Regions from separate parts of the Canis lupus genome. Here region 2 is linked to region 1. A link is a contact called in public Hi-C data. All regions are on one chromosome and are shown on one strand. The core of a region is the stretch at or near the end of the contact, and the rest is flanking DNA. Distances in the headings are between cores, read along the strand shown. Region 1 overlaps EPHX2 (bifunctional epoxide hydrolase 2). Region 2 holds the start of PTK2B (protein-tyrosine kinase 2-beta).

What was found. Hi-C and Micro-C count contacts between places; a contact is called where the count stands out from the background.
Region 2: a contact with region 1 is called in a Hi-C map of blood, with 4 times the contacts expected there. The contact joins the promoter of PTK2B here to the enhancer-like site in region 1. A contact is called at or near these places in 2 of 9 Hi-C or Micro-C datasets (both in blood).

The regions. Positions count from the first base shown.
Region 1 is chr25:30,228,497-30,234,145 of UU_Cfam_GSD_1.0, reverse strand. All of the region lies in intron 12 of EPHX2 (bifunctional epoxide hydrolase 2), which reads left to right. Among named protein-coding and RNA genes, the nearest start is that of EPHX2, 44 kb to the left of the region's middle. Within about 2 kb of position 3,410, at least 6 of the 20 cell types and tissues checked have an H3K27ac peak or open chromatin away from gene starts, as enhancers often do. A contact at or near this core is called in blood, where this site is marked.
Region 2 is chr25:30,429,819-30,435,467 of UU_Cfam_GSD_1.0, reverse strand. PTK2B (protein-tyrosine kinase 2-beta) reads left to right here and starts at 3,485. Exons shown (of 30, transcript XM_038573754.1): 1 at 3,485-3,692.

The DNA.
Region 1 (5,649 bases), core at 2,161-4,660:
GGTGTTTCTTATGAGGAATTAATATCCATTAATTCAAAAAAAATATCCATTAATTCATATAGCAGATGCATCTGCATCATCTCTTATGTGCCAGTTTCAGAGATGAGGTACAGTGTCTGAGGGTTGAAACAGTTCTTGGACAAAGAGTCAGGTAACACATAACTGTAGAAGAAGTCAGCTACTAGGACCATCATGAAGGCACAGCTTATTCTGGGATCTCAGAAGAAAACACAGTTAAATTTTTATTGAACGAGAGACATTTGAACTGGCCCTGGGAAGATGAATAGGATCTGTGTGAGTGATAGAAGAAGGAAGGGCATTCCAGAATGAGGGGACAAATGGCAGAAAATGCATATGAAACTTGCTTAATGCAGGCAAGTTATTTATCTCCCATAAATATCATGGGACATAGGGAGGTCCTAAAAAAATAGTCAGTGATCCTTAAGGTGCATTTCAGAAGGTCTGGAACATCTTGAAATGACCCGCACAATTTACTGTATGCATGCATTTTCCCAGGGAAGGAGTTCCTTCCTCACTTCCCTTAGAACCGTAAGAATTCAATACAAGCTAGGAGCCGAAGGGTTTGGGGTGTCAGGCAAGGTGCAGGAATCAGGGGCATTGATATCACCTGGGAGTTTGCTAGAAATGCAGACTCACAGGCCCTTTTGCGATCTACCCAACAAGACTGCTTTTTAACAAGGTCCCCCTGGGTGACTCTTGTACACACAGTGCCCGAGGAGGCTATCCCAGCTTGGACAGCTCCTGTTCTGTGACTCAATTTCTATGATTCTCCAGCCTGATGATTCTCAGATGTCAGCATGCATCAGAATCACCTGGAAAGCTAGTTAAAACACAGATCACCAGGCTACACCCCCAGAGTTCTGCATCAGTGGGTTTTGGTGGCACCAAAGGATTCACATTTCTAACAAGCTTTGAAAGTGAGGCTGGTGCTGCTGGTCCTGGAGTGTAGCCTCAGGAAAGGGGCTAATCTAGTCATTATCCAGGTGGTGGTAGGCAGATAGCCATCCTTCTCAGTGAATTGGAAACTTCTGGGCAGCTATCCCAGTCAAGGATTGCTGGAGCGGATCAAGGAGGCCATTGACCCTATCTCCAATAATAGGTTCCCTGCAATGCAGTGGATCTCAGACTTTCTGGTCCCAGGCCCCCTTACACTCGTAAAAGCTATTACAGACCTCAAAGAGCTTTAGTTAATGTGTGCCAGCTATGTGTACTGGTATTTACCATACGAGATATTGAAATTTTAAAATACTTATTATTTCACTTAAAAAATAATAATGTGCCCATGTCGATGTAAGTAACATGTTTTTATTTTTTAATAATGTTTTCCTTAAAAAATATAGTGAGGGGGTGCCTGGGTGGCTCAGTCAGTTAAGCGTCTGGCTCTTGGTTTCGGTTCATATCATGATCTCAGGGTCGTGAGATCAAGCCCTGTATTGGGCTCTCCACTGGGCATGGAGTTCTTAAGATTCTATCTCCCCCTCTCTCTGCCTGTCCCCCTAGGCATATTCTCTCTCTCTCTCTCTCTCTCTCTCTCTCAATAAGTAAATAAATACATAAATAAATATAAAATAAAGTAAAATAAAATAAAAAGAAACTCAAGGCCCCAAGTCAGTAAACCAACACTCAGTACCCAGCCTGACTGGAGCTTCAGCCCCCCACAAATGTAACCTCTATGCAGTCAACACCCAAATTTCCTGGTCAACACAAGGAAATCACCGAGAGGCCCCCTCCACTCCCCTCAGAAGGGCGACCTTGCCTAAAACAGTGGATTCTCTGCTTCTCTTTTCCTTCTTTTTACTCCCTCTCTACCCTTAAAAACCTTCCCTCTCCTGTAGGCCTTTGAGCGCCCTCTACTGGCTACACGGGATGCTGTCCCATTCATGAACCCATTAATAAAGCCAAATAGATCTTCAAAACATACTTGGTTAGATTTTTGTTATTTAACCACACACATAACATAAAATTTACCATCTGAACCATATTTAAGAGTACAGTTCAGTTACATTAAGAACCTTCGCTTTGCAAAAAAAAAAAAAGAACTTTTGCTTTGCTGTACAGCCATCAGCACCATTTGTCCCCAGAACTTTTTTTTTCTTTTATATATGTATAATATATTATATATATATATATATAATATATCATTGAAGTTCGATTTGCCAACATATAGTATAACACCCAGTGCTCATCCCGTCAAGTGCCCCGCTCAGTGCCTGTCACCCAGTCACCCCCACCCCGTGCCCGCCTCCCCTACCACTACCCCTTGTTCTTTTTTCCAGAATTAGGAGTGTCTCATGTTTTATCACCCTCTCTAATTTTTCCCACCCATTTTCCCTAGTTTCCCCTATAATCCCTTTCACTATTTTTTATATTTCCCATATGAGTGAAATCATATAATGATTGTCCTTCTCTGATTGACTTACTTCACTCAGCATAATACCCTCCAGTTCCATCCACGTCAAAGCAAATGGTGGGTATTACTTTTTCATCATGCAAATCCAAAATTATACCCAGTAAACACAAACTCTCTATTCCCTCCTCCCTCCAGCCCCTGGCACCCAGCATTCCACTTTCTGTCTCTGAATTCAACTATTCTAGAGAGCTCGTAGAAGTGGAGTCATACAGGAATTGTGTTTTGGGGGTTTGGGTTATTTCACTTTATACAGCATCCTCAGGGATGTTCCACGTTGTAGCATGTATCTGAATTTCCATCCTTTTTAGGGCTGAATAACATTCCACGGTATGTGTAGACCACATTTGGCTTATCCATTCCTCCTTTTATGGACACTCAGGTTGTAGTTACTACTTGTTTTGAGCACGGTATGCCAAGTGGTCCTATTCACAAGCACACTCTGGCGTTCTCCTGTCTTTCAGAGAAGCAGACAGGGGCTCTGGGGTTCACTAACTGGCCCAAGACTAGGTACTGACTGGGTTTGTTTGACTTTAAAGTCTACGTGCATCCTCCTAAGCCACACTGTGAGGGAGCTTGGACTTTGTTGTGTGTGCCTGGCTCATCCAAACACAGCAGGAAGGAGCAAACCAAGATAAGCTCAAAGGGCTGATTAATACAAGTAACCTCAGGGGAAAGATGCTTACTAACTGCCCCCTTAGTAGGGCGAAGGTTATTATAGTCTTTGTGGAAAAATCATACTCCTATTGTTATGTTGTCGCTGCTGGGTTTAAAATCTGCAGGAAGAGTTGAGAGAATCAAGAGTTTCCTCTTGATTAGGAAAATGTTTAATATTCAAATAAGTGAAGGCTGGGGTGTGGGAGTGCGTTTGGGGTGAATTCAGCTGCTGAGGCTGGTCTGGTTGGGCACAGAGCTGGGTCTCTAGGAGAAGCCCTGCACGAGGGTCCTGCCAGCATGTCTGCTGCCTGTTTGGCAACAGGGCAAGTCCCTTCCTACGTTGGGCACTCAATGTCCTCATCTGAAAACGGATGGTCTCATTGCATGGTTTTCAAACAGGTGACAGCTTCAAACCGAAGCCGAATTCAAGCCTAACAAAGCATAACGTGTGGGGCACCTGTCTCATTCAGGGGTGGGGGCTGGAACCTCCTCCTTCCTGCCTCTCTGCTCCCAAACCTGTCCCCGCCACTCCCCAGCCAGGAGGAGTGACCGGAAGCGCTCACCGTGGATGCATTCAGCCTAAGGAAGCCTCCAGACTGGTGTCCCTCCCACGCCTGGTTCACACTTGCTGAGCAGGACAGGGTGTGGCCTAGGTAAACTCCCCAGTTTAGATTCAGTTCCTCTAGCTCTTTGAACCCTGAGCCATTGTGTTTACTGTCTCTCGTCCTGCGTATTTGCCAAGTCTGGTGGAAACCAAAATGAAAAGGCATGTTTTTCTTTTTTTCTCAGCGAAGAGATGACAAGCTTTGCATTTGTATAGTAGGAAAGAGGAGGAGGAGCTCTGGGCAGCAGAGACAAATAGAATCAGCTGGGTAATTTGAACGTGACAAGTTCCATGTCTTAATCCTTAAGATTCTTCACGTCCTTGCTTAGCCTGGGGATATTTCATAGTCCCTCTGTCCCTGAAATCAGAACATGGTGTCCCCTTCTGTCTGTCAACACCGGTGCCTCTTTACTCCTCCTTAATAGTATATATGTATTTTTATTTCTTTGGAGAAGGGTGTGTGTGTGTGCGTGTGGTGTGGGTGTCTGGAACCATACAGCAAGCTATAGGCTCTGTAGGTTAGAGCAAGCCAAAGCCCACTTTTAAGTATTTAACCAGCTGAGAAACTAGGTAATAGAAAATGTGGGGAAAGGAAATTATAGATAGCAGTCAAGAAGAGATGGTTTTGCCAGGTGGAAGGGCACCCCAACATCCACACATGGTTTTCTTCCTTCTCCCTCATGGTGTTCAGAGTCCCCCTTAATCCCCCTACACATAGTACCCGCCCCCCACCAGGCCACCAGGCTACAGGGATAGCTGGTGACTTGCTACTGCCTGTATGTTGTAGATGATTTATGCTTGGTGCTTTAAAAAAAAAAAAAAGTACTGAGTCGTATAAAATAAAAAGTTGAATCCCCTTTCGCTCATCTAGAAGTAGCTACTATGAATAGTTTAGCAAGTATTTCCCAGACATTTTTTAAAAATATGCTTTTAAGTGTGGCGGGGGAGGGGGCATGCATATGTGCATATGAGTGTATGTGTAATTTTTATATAAATGGAATCATGCTGCTTTTTCATTTACTAGATCTTGGACAGATTTTCCTGCCAGGACGTATAGGTTTACCTCATTCGTTGCAGTGGCTTCTTGGTGCTGCAGAATACAGGTGGACCATCATTTATTTTATTTTATTTTATTTTTTATAAAGATTTTATTTATTTGTTCATGAGAGACACAGAGAGAGAGGCAGAGACATAGGCAGAGGGAGAAGCAGAGGGGAGCCGGATGCGGGACTCTATCCCAGGACCCCAGGATCATGACCTGAGCCGAAGGCAGACGCTCAACCACTGAGCCACCCAGGTGTCCCTGGACCGTCACTTATTTAACCAGTCCTCTACACAAAATATTGAGGACAATATTTTGGTTGTTTGTCACAGCTGAATAATGTATTTTAGAAGAAAGTGCCGCTGTTTGCATCTGCCATGGAAGAAACTCTTCTCATTTTATTTATGTTTTCGTAAATGGGTAGTGTTACATTATAGTAAAGAGAACTGGATACAGGGGGCTTTGAAGTCTGGAGTTCTTGTCTCCAGCTTGGCCATTTATAATGTGCCTGACTTTGAAGGAGGTCACACTCCACCCAAGAGTCTCCATCTGTAAGGTGGCCTTTGAAACTCAGTGCCGTGGGAAAGAGCGAAGGCGCCCACCCAGTGGAAGTGGCTTCAGAGCCTCAGGTCTTCTCATGGACTTACCGTGGGGCCTGACTCACCTCTCTTCTGAGTGTGTGTGTGCATCTGTCTGTCTGACCGAACACTGAAGAATAATAAACCATTTTCTCTTTTTGCCCAGATTTCAGATAGCATTTTCCATCTCAGGGGCAACCACCCCAGCCATGAATTTTCTGACCTCGTTTGAAAAAATCCTGCCCCAGAATTTCAGAGCAATCTGAGTGAGGATTATCAAGGTAGACAGAACATGAAGCAGAGATGCTGGCGCCAACCCCCTGATGAGATGGGGCCTTCT
Region 2 (5,649 bases), core at 2,236-4,735, 200 kb before region 1:
GCTGCACACATAACTACCACTCACCAGCCATTGCCCAGAACTTAATCACATGGCCATACCTGCAAAGGAGACTGGGACATGCAATCTATGACCAACTAAAAATCAGGGATTCTTTTATAAGGGAATAAAGGACAACCAGCTGTGCCCTCATGGATAGAAATAGAGTCCTTTTGAAGTCAACAGTATGGTTTTGAGGTTTGGGTTTTTTTTGGGGGGAGGGGGGTGGCCTCAACTGTGATCTAGCAAACCCTGTGGTACTTGGTTTAATTAGAGGTAGATGCCCTTTGGTGATGAAGGATTTCTTTTACTTTGTCTTTGTGCCTATGACTGTTCGTTCATTTTTTTGTTCAGAACACTTTTCTTTTAAAAGAACACTATTCGTACTATTCTTTTAAAATGAAATGTATTCTGGCTTTGTTTTTGTTTTTTATTAAAGTAGGCTCCATGTTCAGCATGGAGCCCAGCGTGAAGCTGGAACCCATGACCCTGAGATCATGACCTGAACCGAGATCCAAGAGTCAGATGCTTAACCAGCTGAGCCACCCAGGCACCCAAAAATGAAATGTATTCTAATAATAAATTTACATTATGTTATTTCATTTCATTATCAATAATAGAGAGACCCCTGTGACTTACCTTATGTGCCAATGATGAGTTTAGATTTAGCCCTGCTCTTTCCCACATGTGTGGCTGTGGACAAATTGTTTACCTTTTCCAAGCCTCCTTTTCCTTTCTACAAAATAAGAATACTGTAATCTACCTCAATGAATTGTTGTGAAGGCCTATTAGGTGATGGATGAAAGTTATAGTCACACAGTGAACACTTGACAGATTATATCTGTATAGCAGATACGTATGTAATCTCTCCCCACTAAATGTGCCCTATTTAATTCCTATTATTATTATTATTCTAAGTAGGCTCCACACCCAACATGGGGCTTGAACTCACAATCCTGAGATCAAGAGTCACATATTCTACCGACTGAGCCAGCCAGGTGCCCCTAATTCCTATTATTTCTAAAAATAAAATCATAGTGTGTTATAGCATAATAATCACCATAGTATGTATATTTTCATACCTATCTTTTTAATTAAATTTTAATTATTTGTTCATGAGAGACACAGAGAGAGGCAGAGACACAGGCGGAGGGATCCATGCAGGGAACCCAATGTGGGACTCAATCCCGGGGCTCCAAGATCACGCCCCCAGACGAAAGGCAGGTGCTAAACCGCGGAACCACCCAGGGATTCCCTATTTTCATACCTATCAATTGGGGCATCATAATACCTTATGAAATAGGTAGAGCAGGTAGTCCTTATTCCTCTACTCTCCTCGGTTAGGAAGTACAAGCTCAGAGATATGGATTCATTTGCCCAAGGTCACATCTTCCTTTTTGACTGGATCCCTCCTATGTGCATCTAAGCCTTCTCTACTGGCTTAGACAAAGTGTAGAACACACAATGATCCATAAGTAGAATTTTTAAAGAGCATTTACACAGAATTCTAGGCTCCTGGAAGCATTTCTGAGAAGTTTATTAAAAGGCCGGTAACAGGCTGACATGTGTGACCCTATCACCTTAACTTTTCATGATCAATCCTTGACAGGACATAGGGGAGACCTACAGACAGAGTATCCATCCCAGAGAGTTTCCCAAGGCTTTTATTCAAACAAAACAAAACAAAAAACCTGTTATCCTGCGATGCTAGGAGCTAGGTTTCAGAGCTTTAAAGAAACATCTCTGAAGAATTCATTCAACATCCTCTGGCATTTTTGAGTATCTGAGAACTTTTCTCAAATTAGGGCCTGGCGAGGTTGTAGTTTATGGATTTGGCCACATGGAGGCAGCATACACAAACTCACCTTTCCTTAAACCAGCTTGGATTAGTTGTGCTTCTTAGTTGCCACTGCCTCCAGCCCAATACAGACCCTCAGTAGGTAGTGCAAGTATCTAACCTTGAACTGCTCAACATTCACCTCCTCATTCCTGTGCACAAGAATACAGGAGGGCCCCCATTTCTCAAGGCCCTCTGACAATTTCCTTGTGCGTCAGTTGGTCCCTTAGTCCTCCGGGATACTTTGCCTGCTAACTTCATCAGTTTACCCATCACACTTGCCTTATCACCCCAAACCCTAGCCAAGTTTTCCCTGGACACCTTCTGACTGCTTTGCAGGTTGTCAGCATTACTTGGTACTGGGAACAGCATGAATGGGTAAATGGGATGGACAAGGAGGAGCTCCTGCAGTTGTGGCTATGAGCTCCTATCCAATGGGTTGTAAGTTGCCTTGGTTGGGATATGGGCCTCAGGCTCAGAGATTTTGATTGTCAGTTAACCTGCACTGGCATCCAGGTATCTGCATTTTATAAGCTACAAGTAGTTTGCTGGTCACACTTTGAGAAACATCAACTCTCCGGCTTTGTGGCCTTAGACAAGTAATCTAAGTCTTGATTTTCTTTTCAGAAAAATGGGGGAAATTCGATGAAATCATGTAAACCGAATGCTTTCTTAGCAATAGTGGTTGGCGTTTAGACATGTTCACCAAATGCTGGATTTTTCTATTGTTTTCCTGGGGTGGCTGATCCACTGAGTTCAGGGTTAGTGAGTGAGGTAGTGTCAGGGAGGGCCGTCGTGTCTGCTGGACTGTCATGTATGGCTGCACAACTCCAGGGGGCAGAGATCCTGTGAGATGAGATGTGAATAGCATGTTCTAGAACTGTGGGAGATCCCAATCCTTCACAGAACCCAGAATGAAGAAGTTTTGGGCAGGGGCTCTGGAGAGGAACTTTGAGGATGTGGGGCACATGGAGGACAAACCAGCTTTCTGACCTTATGCTAGGTCCAGTTCACCTCCTCCCACTCAGGGGAAAGTCTGGAATCTTTCTAGCGATAGGGGAAAAAAGGGTTTCTAAATGCCCTTGAATCACTGCCTTGAATTTCACTGTCCAGCTGGACTGAGTAAAGAGGTGAACCAGCCTCTTTGTTTGGGCAGCGAAGTCAGCTGATACGGAGATGGGGCTGGGTAAAGGCTGCCCCGCTTCTGTGACAATTCTTGGGCAGCCATGCGGTCCTCCCTCTCACAGCACAAGCACCTGGATCAGTTCTTCCAAACCCCTGGTGACAGTCCCCCGATCTCCAGGGGAGAGACCTGGAGGGGCACAGGTGCTGAAATTATGGGAGCCAGGTAACAGTCTCCCGCTCTGAAACCTACCTGGAGGCTGGAGAGGAAACCCCAACCTCTAAGAGTGGCCTCCACAAGCCTGCAAGTGGAGTGGGAGGAGGGGGGAGGGGGGCAGCCATCGGGAGGGGTCAGCCGCTCCCAGGGCTCGCAGGGGCCGGAGACCCCTTCGGGGCTCCGGAGATGGGTCCCCAGGTGGGCACGTGCAGCCCAGGGAATTGGTGGCGGCGTCTATTTCAGGGTTTATGGTAAGAGGCTGGAGCAGGCACACGCTCAGCGCCACAGACAACACACCCCACCCTTTAAGGAAGTGAGGAGGAGAGCAGCAGGGGTGTGGTTAACCAGGAGGAGGAGAGGGGAAAACACAAACCTGTCAGCCCTGTTACTCAGCAGAGGCCTCCGGAGCGGCCGCGCACCCCTTACCTGCCGCCGCCCCGACCCACCTGTACCTGCCGCGGCGCAGCCGGCGCCTCACCTGGCCGACCGGGAGCCGGCGGAGTCGGCGCTTCCCTCCGTGTGAGTCCGCGCCCGCGATCCGGCCGGAGCGCCCAGCCACAAGTTGGGGGCGGCGGGGGGGTGCGGGGGGCGGGGGGGGCCGGCGGGGGGCGGGGCGGGGGCGCTCCCGAGGCTGCGGGTACCTGCGCGGCGCGGGAGTTCCCGGGAGGGCAGCCCCGGGGGCGGCGGCGGGCGCGCCCCGCGCTGGGCTCCAGGGCCTTCCCCAGGGCGCCGCACGTCGACTTGCGGAGTTAACTGGACGCTCTTTGTCCTGCTACCGTATTCCGGGTGGTGATGAGAAGGCTCGGACCCGCCACCCGCCACCCGCCACCCGCCACCCGCCTCTGGGGCTCGGGGCGCCCAGCAGGGCTTCCCCAGTCCGACTTCAGGTGCTTCCTCAGAGCCGCTGCCTGCGTCCCGCCCTGTCCCCTGTCCTCGTGCCCTTCGGCGCCCCCACCCTGGTCCCATTCCCAGCACACCCCACTGCCCTGGCACGGACTTCCTGCCCTCCTAGAGGGCATCTTCGAAATCAAGCCCGGACTGGAAGCCAGCAGGGCTCTGGGAGGGGCACAGAGGCGCAACTCCAGCGTGTGTGTGCGTGTGAGTGTGCGTGTGCGTGTGTGTGTGTGTGTGTGTGTTTGGGGGTTAAAGTTCCCACTGGCTGCTCACTGGCTCTTTGTGAAACTACCTTCCAGATTCCACGAAAGGGTTAAGTTCTGTGCCGCCTTCTCCTGCTGTCAGGCTGTGCGTGGGCAAAGCCTTGGGTGGGTGAACAGGGAACATATGGGTGATGTTCTGAGCCCACCGGGCCCCACCACCTGCCCTAACCCTCAGCCATCTGACACTGGCGTCTCCCCACACCCCAAACTTGGGGCCCAGTCCAATTAGACTCCCTTACAGGGGCCAGAGGTGGGGAGAAGGGGGGCAGAGTTTGCACACAGAGGGGGCACGTGCCCGGAGGATTTGGAAGCTGAAGAGAAGTTTCGGCTGGCCTGTAGCTAGAACTGAGCCCCCAGGGACAGTCGGTAGGGCACCATCAGGTAAGGGGCATGAGGACACCTCTCCTGCCTTGGCTGCTCTCTCCTTACCGGAGTCCTGGCCAGGACGAGTGGTTGTGGACCCAAGCCCCAGCCTTTCACAACTCTGAGGGAGGGAGAGATGAAAAAGTGAGTAAGGATGGGAGGGAGGAAGGAAGTAGTTGCATTCAAGAGCTCCAGCTCTGCCTGGACAGTCTCTAGCCATCCGTTCATTCATTCAATAAGCATCTGCTGACTTCCTACCTGAGGCCACGTGCTGGTGCTGGGTGTGGGGGCCCAAGGGTGCCTGTGACCCACCCCCGCTCCCTGGAGAAGCACGGTGGATGGTGAGTGAATGCAGCAGGCTGCGACGGGAGGGGGCAGGCTTCAGGGTACCGGGGAAGACTTCCTGGCAGAAGTGACGCCAAGCGGAGACTCGCAGGATCAATAGGAATCAGCCAGAGAGTGGGAGAGAGGGACGAAGACAGGCACCGAGCACAGCGGGTGCTAAGAGCTGAGGCCAGAAGCAGCATGACACATCCAGGAAACTGAAAGTAGCTCAGCATGTTTGGAGCATGTAGAGGGCAGGGGCGAGGTGAAGCTGGAGAGGTAAGTAGACACAGCTCCAGAAGGGCCTGCTCAGGCTGCCATGGCAACTCGGGTTGGAGCAACACTTGGGACCAAGAGCCAGGCAGGAGACTTCCCAGCATGCCTCTGACTCTGGGAGGAGGGGGGCGGTGTTTGCCAGATTTAGCGAATAAAAACGCAGGACACTCCGATTTGAATTTCAGATAAGCAATGAATATTTTTCAAGTATAAGTATAGCCCGTGCAATATTTGGGACATACTTATACTAAGACATTATGTATTGTTTATGTGAGATTCAAATTTAACGGGATATCTGGTATTTTATCCGGCAACACTCTTCTGGAAGGCAGGTCAAGATGCTACCATTCTGGGGG